3 separate regions of the Mus musculus genome follow, and regions 1 and 3 are each linked to region 2. Evidence: chromatin contacts called from public promoter capture Hi-C data. All regions are on one chromosome and are shown on one strand. The core of a region is the stretch at or near the end of the contact, and the rest is flanking DNA. Distances in the headings are between cores, read along the strand shown.

Region 1 (2,996 bases), core at 401-2,900, 410 kb after region 2:
GGGCATCATATCTCGTTACAGATGGTTGTGAGCCACCATGTGGTTGCTGGGATTTGAACTCTGGACCTTCGGAAGAGCAGTCGGGTGCTCTTACCCACTGAGCCATCTCACCAGCCCCGGCAATATACTCTTAAAGTAAAAAAAGACCACATACTATGGAGCTAAAAGTGAGATGAATATAAAATCCCAAAGCTTAAAAATAACTTTGCTTAAAATACAAGGTCACAGTCAGATACACAATAAACTCAAGATCCAAGAGACCCTGTTTTTAAAAAGGGAGTCTTCTAAGATGGCTCAGCAAATTAGAGACTTGCTGCTAAACCTAACCACCTGAGTTGAATCCTTCAATTCTTGAGACTTGCAAGGTGGGAGGAGATAGTAGACTCCTGAAACTTGTCTTCTGACTTCCTCACGTATACTGTAGCATTTGAGCACACACACCAAGTAAACAATAAACAAATGTAAAATTCTCTTTTTATTTTATAAATGTTATATATATATATATATAAACCTTGGGCTGGCGAGATGGCTCAGCGAGTAAGAACTCTCTTCTGATGGTTCTGAGTTCAAATCCCAGCAACCACATGGTGGCTCACAACCACCCATAATGAGACCTGATGCCCTCTTCTGGCACATCTGAAGACAGCTACAGTGTACTTATATATAATAATAAATAAACCTTAAAAAAAAAACAAAACAAAAAAAATTTGCAGGTGGGTGGCGGTGGTGGCGCTTGCTTTTAATCCCAGCACTCGGGAGGCAGAGGCAGGCGGATTTCTGAGTTCGAGGCCAGCCTGATCTACAAAGTGAGTTCCAGGACAGCCAGGGCTACACAAAGAAACCCTGTCTCGAAAAACCAAAAACAAACAAACAAACAACAGCAAAATTAACCCAACCCAAATTCTATCCTCCTACAGAGGCATACAAAGAACAGATTACTACTTAAACATTACACCACTTGAATTTGTATTACTTTTCTACCACAAAGCAAATCATTCCTTTTAGGACCTTTGAGTTCTGAAAAAATATTTAGAACTAATCTATCATATCCCAAATAGTTAAAAACCAAAATGTCCCTACTTGGATGTACTGATGAAAATACAGAACTGAGTGACATGATAAATAGAAAGACTGAAAATAGTGGGGCCTTTGAGATGACTCAGTAGGCAAAGGCACTTGTCACCCCACCGGGCCCTACAAACTGAGTTGGATCTCTGGGGTACACACACACAGAAGAAATACATGCAATGCAAAACGAAAAAAACCAAAACAAAACAAAAAAAAACCTGCAAATAGCATCTGGTTCTGAATATTATTGTTTCATTTCATCTTTCTTAACTATATATAGACCAGATAAATATGTACAAGTTTCAAAAGGAAAGAAAGTTTTGTTAACATTTGTCTTATTTTCAGCGGTGAGAGCAAAATACAGCATTTTATATTTCATGTCACATGGCTGCTTCTATCACTTCCGCGTGCTTCTGCACGCGGGTGTATCTTCTGTGTGTGTTAGCAGTGGCCGAAACCTACTGAGAGAAGTCTGGGAGGGGCATGAAGGGGGAGGCCCCTTCTGTCCCATTGATAACAGGTTCATTCACAGCCGTTTAAAACAGACTAATCCCTTATGCAGTCATTCGCTCTACTCCAATAGGGCCCTTCCACCTCTTCTAGAATTCGGTAAGCTAAAAGTACATGTATCCGATTAATCTGAAATAATTTTGTAGACAGTTTGGTGACGGGTGGAGGGTGTGTGGTTGCGTGATCATTAAACTTCATTTTTCTATTTTAGTGAATGTTAAAAAACGATTCCTTAAACATTAAGTTGTTCCCTTAGGACAGACAGCTCTTTAAAGGGGCTTCTCCCTGCTAACTGAGAACACTGGTTTCGGGAAAGTCCGGTCAGGAGAGTTGGCAGGTTCCTGTGTCCAGGGAGAGGGCTGAGCGGGACTCATCCGTAGCCTTCATTCGCAGATCCTAGGATGCTCCTTGCCTCCTGTTGCCTGCGCTGAGGTCCCAGGAATCCCAGAGTGGCATGGCCAACGCGGGCATGAGTCCTCCGAGGCCGCGGGCGTCGCTCTCCCCGCTGACGCTGCTGTTGCTGCTGGGAGGCTGCCTCCTCTCGGCTGCCGGGAGGGACAAGGGGGCAGCAGGCAGGGAAGTGACCCGGGCCTCCCGACCCACGGTCGGCTCCTCCGGTCGCTTCGTGAGTCCAGAGCAGCACGCGTGCAGCTGGCAGCTCTTGGTACCCGCCCCGGGGACGCCGACTGGCGGAGAGCTGGCCTTGCGCTGCCAGACCCCGGGCGGGGCGAGTCTGCATTGCGCCTACCGCGGGCATCCGGAGCGCTGCGCGGCCACCGGCGCCCGGCGCGCGCACTACTGGAGACGGCTGCTGGGCGCGCTGCGCAGGAGACCACGGCCCTGCCTGGACCCCGCGCCGCTGCCGCCACGCCTGTGCGCCCGCAAGACGGCTGGCTCAGACCTGCACTCGCCCGCTCACCCCAGCCTACCCGCGCGTCCCAGCGAGCCGCCCCGGTCCAGGGCGCGGAGCCCGGCTCGGTCGCGACAGTCGGTGCGGTCCCCAAGCTCCCAGCCGGAAAAGAAGCCCTTGCTAGTGAAGTCCAACTCGGGCGGGAGGAAAGCGGGCTCAGACCCAGTTCCGGAGCCTCCTGCGGCGGCCGGATTCCAACCCAATGGGCTGGACCAGAATGCCGAGCTCACTGAGACCTACTGCACCGAGAAGTGGCATTCCCTTTGCAACTTCTTTGTCAACTTCTGGAATGGCTGAGGCTGCGGGCTGGCAAGGGGCACTAGGGGTAGGTGCTGAGAAGCAGAGGGTAGCGCAGCCGAGGCGGGAGATGTCCTTGGACAGGGAACCGGGATGGAGAATAAGCTAGTCGGCTAGTCGGGATTCCAAAATGGGTCAGGGGTCAGGGTAAGAAGAATCTGAAGCAGCTGGAGAGGGCTTTTGTTTTTTATTTTATGTTTATTTTTATTTT
Region 2 (2,905 bases), core at 104-2,603:
AGTGCTGCCTCTTCCTCCCAAGTGCTTGGGATTAAAGGCATGCGCCACCACTGCCTGGTGGAAAGTAACATTTCTAAATTGTGATTCTATATTGAACTCAAAGTTTTTAAAACAAGGTACTGAAGGCATTTGCTACTTTTAAACAAATTTGTCTTTTGAGAATGAAGTACCCAGACTTGTTACCAAACACATCTGTGTGCCCTTATCTGGAGTCTTAAGCACACGTCTTTGCTATCCTGAGGCATGTGTTTTGTAACAAATACTGAGCTTTAGACTTTGATATTCATCTTCCTTATTAATTCTTGCATTATGGCTACAGATATAGGAAACAGTTGTTAGTAATGGCATGTCACTGGGGCATGGTGGAACATGTTGGTGATGCTTGGAATCCCAGCACTTGGGAGGTAGATCAGGAACTCAGTATCATCAGCAGTTACATATTCTAGTATAAGGCCTGTCTGGGTTACAACACATACAACATACAACCCCATTCCCTAAACAGGTGTCTCACTTCCAAATTCTCTCTCTCTCTCTCTCTCTCTCTGTGTGTGTGTGTTTGTGTGTATATGTGTGTAGAAGCTGAGGCTGATGTGATGTGCAGTATATTCCTTAGTCATTGCCCACCTTACTTTGTTTGTTTTATTTCTGCACATGTGAGTGGATACGTGTGAGCTGTGGTGCACAGGTAGAGTCAGAAGGCGGCATGCAGGGCTTGGTGTGCTCCTTGGGTTCCAGGGTGGAGCTTAGGTTGGTTTGGTGGCAAGCACCCTTATCTACTGAACCATCTCACCAGCCCCAGCTTATTCACTGAGGCAAGGTCTCCCAGTCAAACCCAGAGTTCCCAGTCTGATTAGGCTTGCTGGCTAGCTTGCTTTGGAGATCTGCTGACTCCACCTTAGAGCCTGGAATTAGAGCCAGAAGTACTTGGGCTCTGAGGACCCGAACTCAGGTCCTCAAGCTTATTTAGCCAGTGTTGAATCACAGCCATCCCCTAGACCCTTGTCTTGAGGTGTTAATACAGTGTTTTATCCAGAGTAATAGCTGCTGGTTGAGCTCTAGGTACCAGCTTGTCTCCCTACCCCGGTACTGGGGTTAGAGTGAGCTGAAGCACCCAGCTTTTACATTGACCTCAGAGACCTGAACTCAGTTCCACCTGCTTACATGGTAGGCATTCTGTAGACCAAGGCATCTCCCTGGTCCCAGTTTTGTATTTTACATTAAGAAATATTTATTTTTATTTTCTGAATGGGTGTTTTGTCTATATGCATGTCTGTGCAGCACATACATGCCTAGTTCCTGCAGAGGCCAGAAGAAGGCATTGGATTCCCTGGGACTAGAATTAGTCAGTTGTGAGCTACTGTGTGGGTGCTGGAAATTGAACCCCTGAACCTCTGGAAGAGTAAGCCAGTGCTCTTAAGGGCTGAGCCATCTCTCTAGCCTTTACTTTGTTTTTTAAAGAAAATATTTGCATTTTAGCATTGCCTGTATAAAAGCACGATATGAGTAAAACTTTTTGTTTTATATGTGTGCTTTGTCTGCATGTTGTATGTGCTCCACTTGTGTGCCTGGTGCTGTAGGGGCCAGAAGAGGACATAGCCTTTGAAACTGGAGTTACAGATGTTTGTGAGCCACTTGGTGGGTTCTGGGAACTAAACCTGAGTCCACACACTCTTAATCATGGAGCCATCTCCCTAGTCCTGCATTATGTGAGTTTTAAAATCAGTACAATACATTTAGTATTACTTACAGTATTGATCTTTAAAATACCAAATATCGGTCAAGAATGACGGTACATACTTGTAATCTTAGTTCTTAGGAGACCAAGGTGAGAGGACAGTGAATCTGAGGATAGCTTTGGCTATGTAAAGAGAACAACCTATCTTACAAAAACAAAACAAAACCCAGCCAAACAAAATCTAAGCATCATTTCTGAAAAGAAGATCTATGAGAATGTGGTAATAGCCAATGTCTTTGGCATATCAGCTTTTCTTCTGCTTACATACACAATTACATATAACTTCAAAGAGGAAAATATTCTGCTAGAAATTGTGTATGGAAGCCTAAGATTGATCCTTGATTGTTCTTCCATTGTAACTGATGGAGTGAGGTTTCTCTGGCAAGCCCATAGTTTCCCATGAGGCCAGCCCTGCTAGCCAGCTTGATCTGGGGATCTCCAGGCTTCACCTCTGGAGGCTGGAATGACAGGTGAGCCACCCCACCCACCTGACAGCTCTGTGGGTTGTGAGGATCTGAACTCTGGTTCTCATGCTTACGTGGCAAGGGCGTAGCCGCTGCGTCATCTAAAACCCATGTCTGGAGGTTTTCACACACTATTTTTATCTAAATAATTGCACACCTACTTATGTTTCCTGTGGTTTATCTTTAGGTCTGGCTACTGGTCCGATTACTTGTTTTTCATTGTTATAGTGTGGACTATCTATGCATACTAGGCCAGTGTTCTACCTCTGAGGTGTGTCAGAAGCCCTGGCTGTTAGTCTTTACTAAAGATCTACTTTTGTCTTCTAAGTAAGAAGCCAGGGTACTAGCATAGGTTCATTTCTTCTCCGTAGTTTCAGATGTGTTTTGACTTTACCTGTTTCGAATGTGAACTAGCCGATATTTGAGTTTTAATGTTTTGTCTCTTAATCAGTTCCTAGTTAGACAAAAATACTATCTATCCTACTTTAACGCAAGCAAGCAAACAAACAAAACCGAAACCAAACTATGCAAAACCTCCAATCTGGAGTCCCTTCATTGTACCAACCCCAATAAGAACCCTGTAAAGTCCCATTTGCTGGTGCTGCTTTTTTCTATCACTGTCTCCAGCCTCCCTGGAGAAGAAAGGGAAGACCTGCCTGAGGAAGTCCTTGGAAAGATGAGGTGTCCAGACACGTCCTGTCCCAGC
Region 3 (3,237 bases), core at 107-2,606, 390 kb after region 2:
AAATGAACACAATATTTTACATGAAACATGTCATAAGAGATCCCACACTGCACAATTTGCTTTGCACAAATAGACATATCTACAAAGTTAGCTAAATGACTGCGAGAGCTGAAGATGTGATTAAATACGGACTATGTGCTAAAGCAACTGCTAAAAGAATATGGCATCTTTCTATTGTGATAAAAACATTTTAAAATTAAATTGCTGTACCTAATGATGGTGGTAAAGGCTTTAATCCCAGCACTTGGGAGGTAGAGGCTAAGTGTATCTCCGAGTTCTGAGTTTAAAGCCAGTCTGGCCTACAGAGTATGTTGCAGGACAGCCAGAGCTTCTCAGAGAAACAATATCTCAAAAAAAAACAAAATAAATAATAAAAAAAAAATTAGATTGCTGTGATGCCTGCTGTACATAAAATGATATACTAAATATGCAGAAACATATATCTAATGGTTGTAAATTGGATAGGAGTGTTTACTTACTTTTATTTTATACATTAAGTATTTTCTTGTATGTACACATGCATGCATGAATGCATGTATTCATGTATGGACACCTACATGTGCTTTTGGAGACCAGAGATAGAATAGGATCTCCTATAAGTGGAGTTACAGAGTTTACATGCTACCATGTGCATGTATGGAAACCAAAACCCAGTTCTGCAGCAGCAGCAAGAATTCACTCTAAGCCATCGATCTGTACAGCCACACCAAAGAGAGCAGGAAAATGTTAAGAGTAAGAGTTGAAAAGAGAGAAGGCAAGAAGGTGCCAAAGACAAACATTTTAGAACAATGTGACTGCAGTCAATGTGTTGAAGTCAGAATTAAGAACAGAACTCCTGGGCTGGAGAGATGAGATGGCTCAGTGGTTACACTGGCTGCTCTTCCAAAGATCCTGAGTTCAATTCCCAGCAACCACATGGTGGCTCACAACTGTCTATAATGGGATCTGATGCCCTCTTCTGGCATGCACATTTACATGCAAATAGAACACTTAACTACATAAAATAAAAAAATCTTAAATTAAAAAAGAAAAGAAAAGAAAAAGAAAACTCTTGAGCCAAGCAGTGATGACGCAAGCCTTAAACACAAGCCTTAATCCCAGCACTTAGAAGGCAGGGGTAGGCAGATCTCTGAGTTCAAGGCCAGCCTGATCTATAAAGTAAGCTCTAGGACAGCCAAAGCTACACAGAGAAGAGGGAAAAAAAAATCCTGTCTTGAAAAACTCAAAAGGAGGGAGGGGGTGAGAATACTCCTCCCTTGGAAGGCAAGAAACATTCTTTCAGTTCTCAGTTCTCCACTCCACTCCACTCACCTTACAGGTGAGTAAATAATACCTAATATGCATTCTTTTCCATTCTGAGAATGAGGGGACTACAGGTACCAAGTCAGTCTCTTCCTCTCCATCTTGGTTAGAAAGTCTAAATAATGTGTAACACTGTAGCAGTCACAAGTATACATTTGTATGTACTGAAGGGGATTTATAACTTTGACTCCTATGCCTGATGGAGAGACAAGTGAGAATGAAAGGAGAGGGTTGGTTAGACTAGACTCCCTTAGGGCTTCTACTGCCTGGGCAGCCATATGCTCCCACCATCCCAAAGTTATCACTGCTTTATTCTGCATGCCAAGGAATTTAACATTTGCCAAATATCAATGTATAGGTACACTTTAACATACCCACAGAATTAAGCAAAAATTCGGCCTTTGCATAGGCAAAAACATATACTAAGATTACAGAAACAGTGACCTACCAAAGCAGAAAATCTCCCATTCCTAACAGCTCAGTTAGTATCTTATATATTCAAGTATTACCCATGAGCACTCACCCATTTGAAAACTACCAACTGTCATATAATTACTAGCCATTAAGAACAAGTTAGACCACTAACAAACCGGATTAACAACTTAGTTCATTAACAATTTGGGTCAGACTCAAATTTGTCACACAAGCAAAAGTTTCAATATCTGACACATCCCTTAAACAACTAAAACTGATTTATCTTTTAAACAAATAGCAATTTTGAAAAATATTTTGAGAACTAAAGATATTTAATGGAATTTAGAGACCCCAAGGTCACTTAGGACGATTTTTACCTTTCCTATTGTTAATCTGCCCACAGACAAGTTTTTATACTTGTATTACATTAAGAAAACTCTGAGTTCTTACCTTAGATAACAAATTATTTAATTCATGAGGATGAAGCTTCACCACTTCTCCAAGTTGCTGTGCAGCAGCCTTTCTTGTAACTGGAGTAGTACCAGTATCCAGTAAGATAAAAAGACGATCAAGCCTATAACAGCAGAAATACAACAGTTAATCTGAATGTGTTTCCTCATAAGCTTGAGCCAGAAAATGTATTCAACCTGTAAGCAAAGCCCTACACTGGGAGCCAGGTGTGGCAGCATGTGTCCGTTATCCCACACCCGAGAAGCCCAAGATCAAGAGTTAAAGGTCAACCAAATCTACAGAGAAAATTCAAGGCCAACCTGGGCTATACAAAACCTTGCCTCAAAAAGATTAAAAACGGCTGGGCGGTGGTGGCGCAGGCCTTTAGTCCCAGCACTTGGGAAGCAGAGGCAGGCGGATTTCTGAATTCTGACAGTCAGGGCTACACAGAGAAACAAAAACAAACAAAAGATTAAAAACAAAAACCAGAAAAACCTTAAAAGCTGTGGGTATAAGAGATGCCTATCTTTCCTCTCAAGGAAGAAGAAGGAACGGGAACCCACAATGAACTCGGGGTGGTGGCTCATGCCTATAATCCCAGTAGCGGGGAGGGAGTCAACACTGTCTGACCCAAGGCTGCTAAAGCTATGTAGTGAGTGAGTTCTAGTCCAGCGAGCTCAATTTTAGTTTTGAGAGCTTCTCTCAAAAAATAAAAAATAAATAAATGAAATTTTAAAAGAGCTAGCAGTAATGAAAGATTATAACTTGCAAAATGAATAACATGGCTTGGTTATAACTCAAGGTTAACTTAGAAACAGTGGGAGGCCCAAGCACAACTAGCACTTGGGAGAGAGGCAGAGGCAGGCTATAAGGTGAATTATAAATTCCCTTCAACACATACAAATATGTACTGTGTGATTGGTACTATAAGGGCTGACAGTATTAGACATTATCTAGATGTTCTAGCCAGTACTGCATAGAAAGACCTTGTCTAAATAAATGAATAATAAGCTAATGAAAGAAAGAAAAGGACAAGAAATACAACTACAGTGTATAGTGCAACAAAAGTCT

What was found. Promoter capture Hi-C pulls out the DNA fragments that hold promoters and counts their contacts. Capture Hi-C pulls out chosen DNA fragments and counts their contacts.
Region 1: a promoter capture Hi-C map of pancreatic islet shows a contact between it and region 2. A contact is called at or near these places in 5 of 39 promoter capture datasets (cranial neural crest, hematopoietic stem and progenitor cells, liver and 2 more), 2 of 484 Hi-C or Micro-C datasets (B cells and CD8 T cells), 4 of 130 datasets of targeted methods (bone marrow-derived macrophages, extraembryonic endoderm stem cells and intestinal villus epithelium) and 3 of 9 other capture datasets (adipose tissue, liver and pancreatic islet).
Region 3: a promoter capture Hi-C map of hematopoietic stem and progenitor cells shows a contact between it and region 2. A contact is called at or near these places in 9 of 39 promoter capture datasets (the 3T3-L1 cell line, the C10 cell line, cranial neural crest and 4 more), 1 of 484 Hi-C or Micro-C datasets (bone marrow-derived macrophages), 5 of 130 datasets of targeted methods (embryonic stem cells, extraembryonic endoderm stem cells, intestinal villus epithelium and 1 more) and 2 of 9 other capture datasets (adipose tissue and embryonic stem cells).

What each region holds. Positions count from the first base shown.
Region 1 is chr19:36,918,253-36,921,248 of GRCm38.p6, reverse strand. It overlaps Fgfbp3 (fibroblast growth factor binding protein 3), which reads left to right and starts at 1,650. Exons shown (of 2, transcript NM_028263.1): 1 at 1,650-1,677; 2 at 1,972-2,996. The coding sequence starts at 2,033. The coding sequence ends at 2,785.
Region 2 is chr19:37,332,992-37,335,896 of GRCm38.p6, reverse strand. It overlaps Ide (insulin degrading enzyme), which reads left to right and starts at 1,353. Exons shown (of 25, transcript NM_031156.4): 1 at 1,353-1,365. The coding sequence starts at 1,353.
Region 3 is chr19:36,944,265-36,947,501 of GRCm38.p6, reverse strand. It overlaps Btaf1 (B-TFIID TATA-box binding protein associated factor 1), which reads right to left. Exons shown (of 38, transcript NM_001080706.1): 2 at 2,167-2,290. Among named protein-coding and RNA genes, the nearest start is that of Btaf1, 20 kb to the right of the region's middle.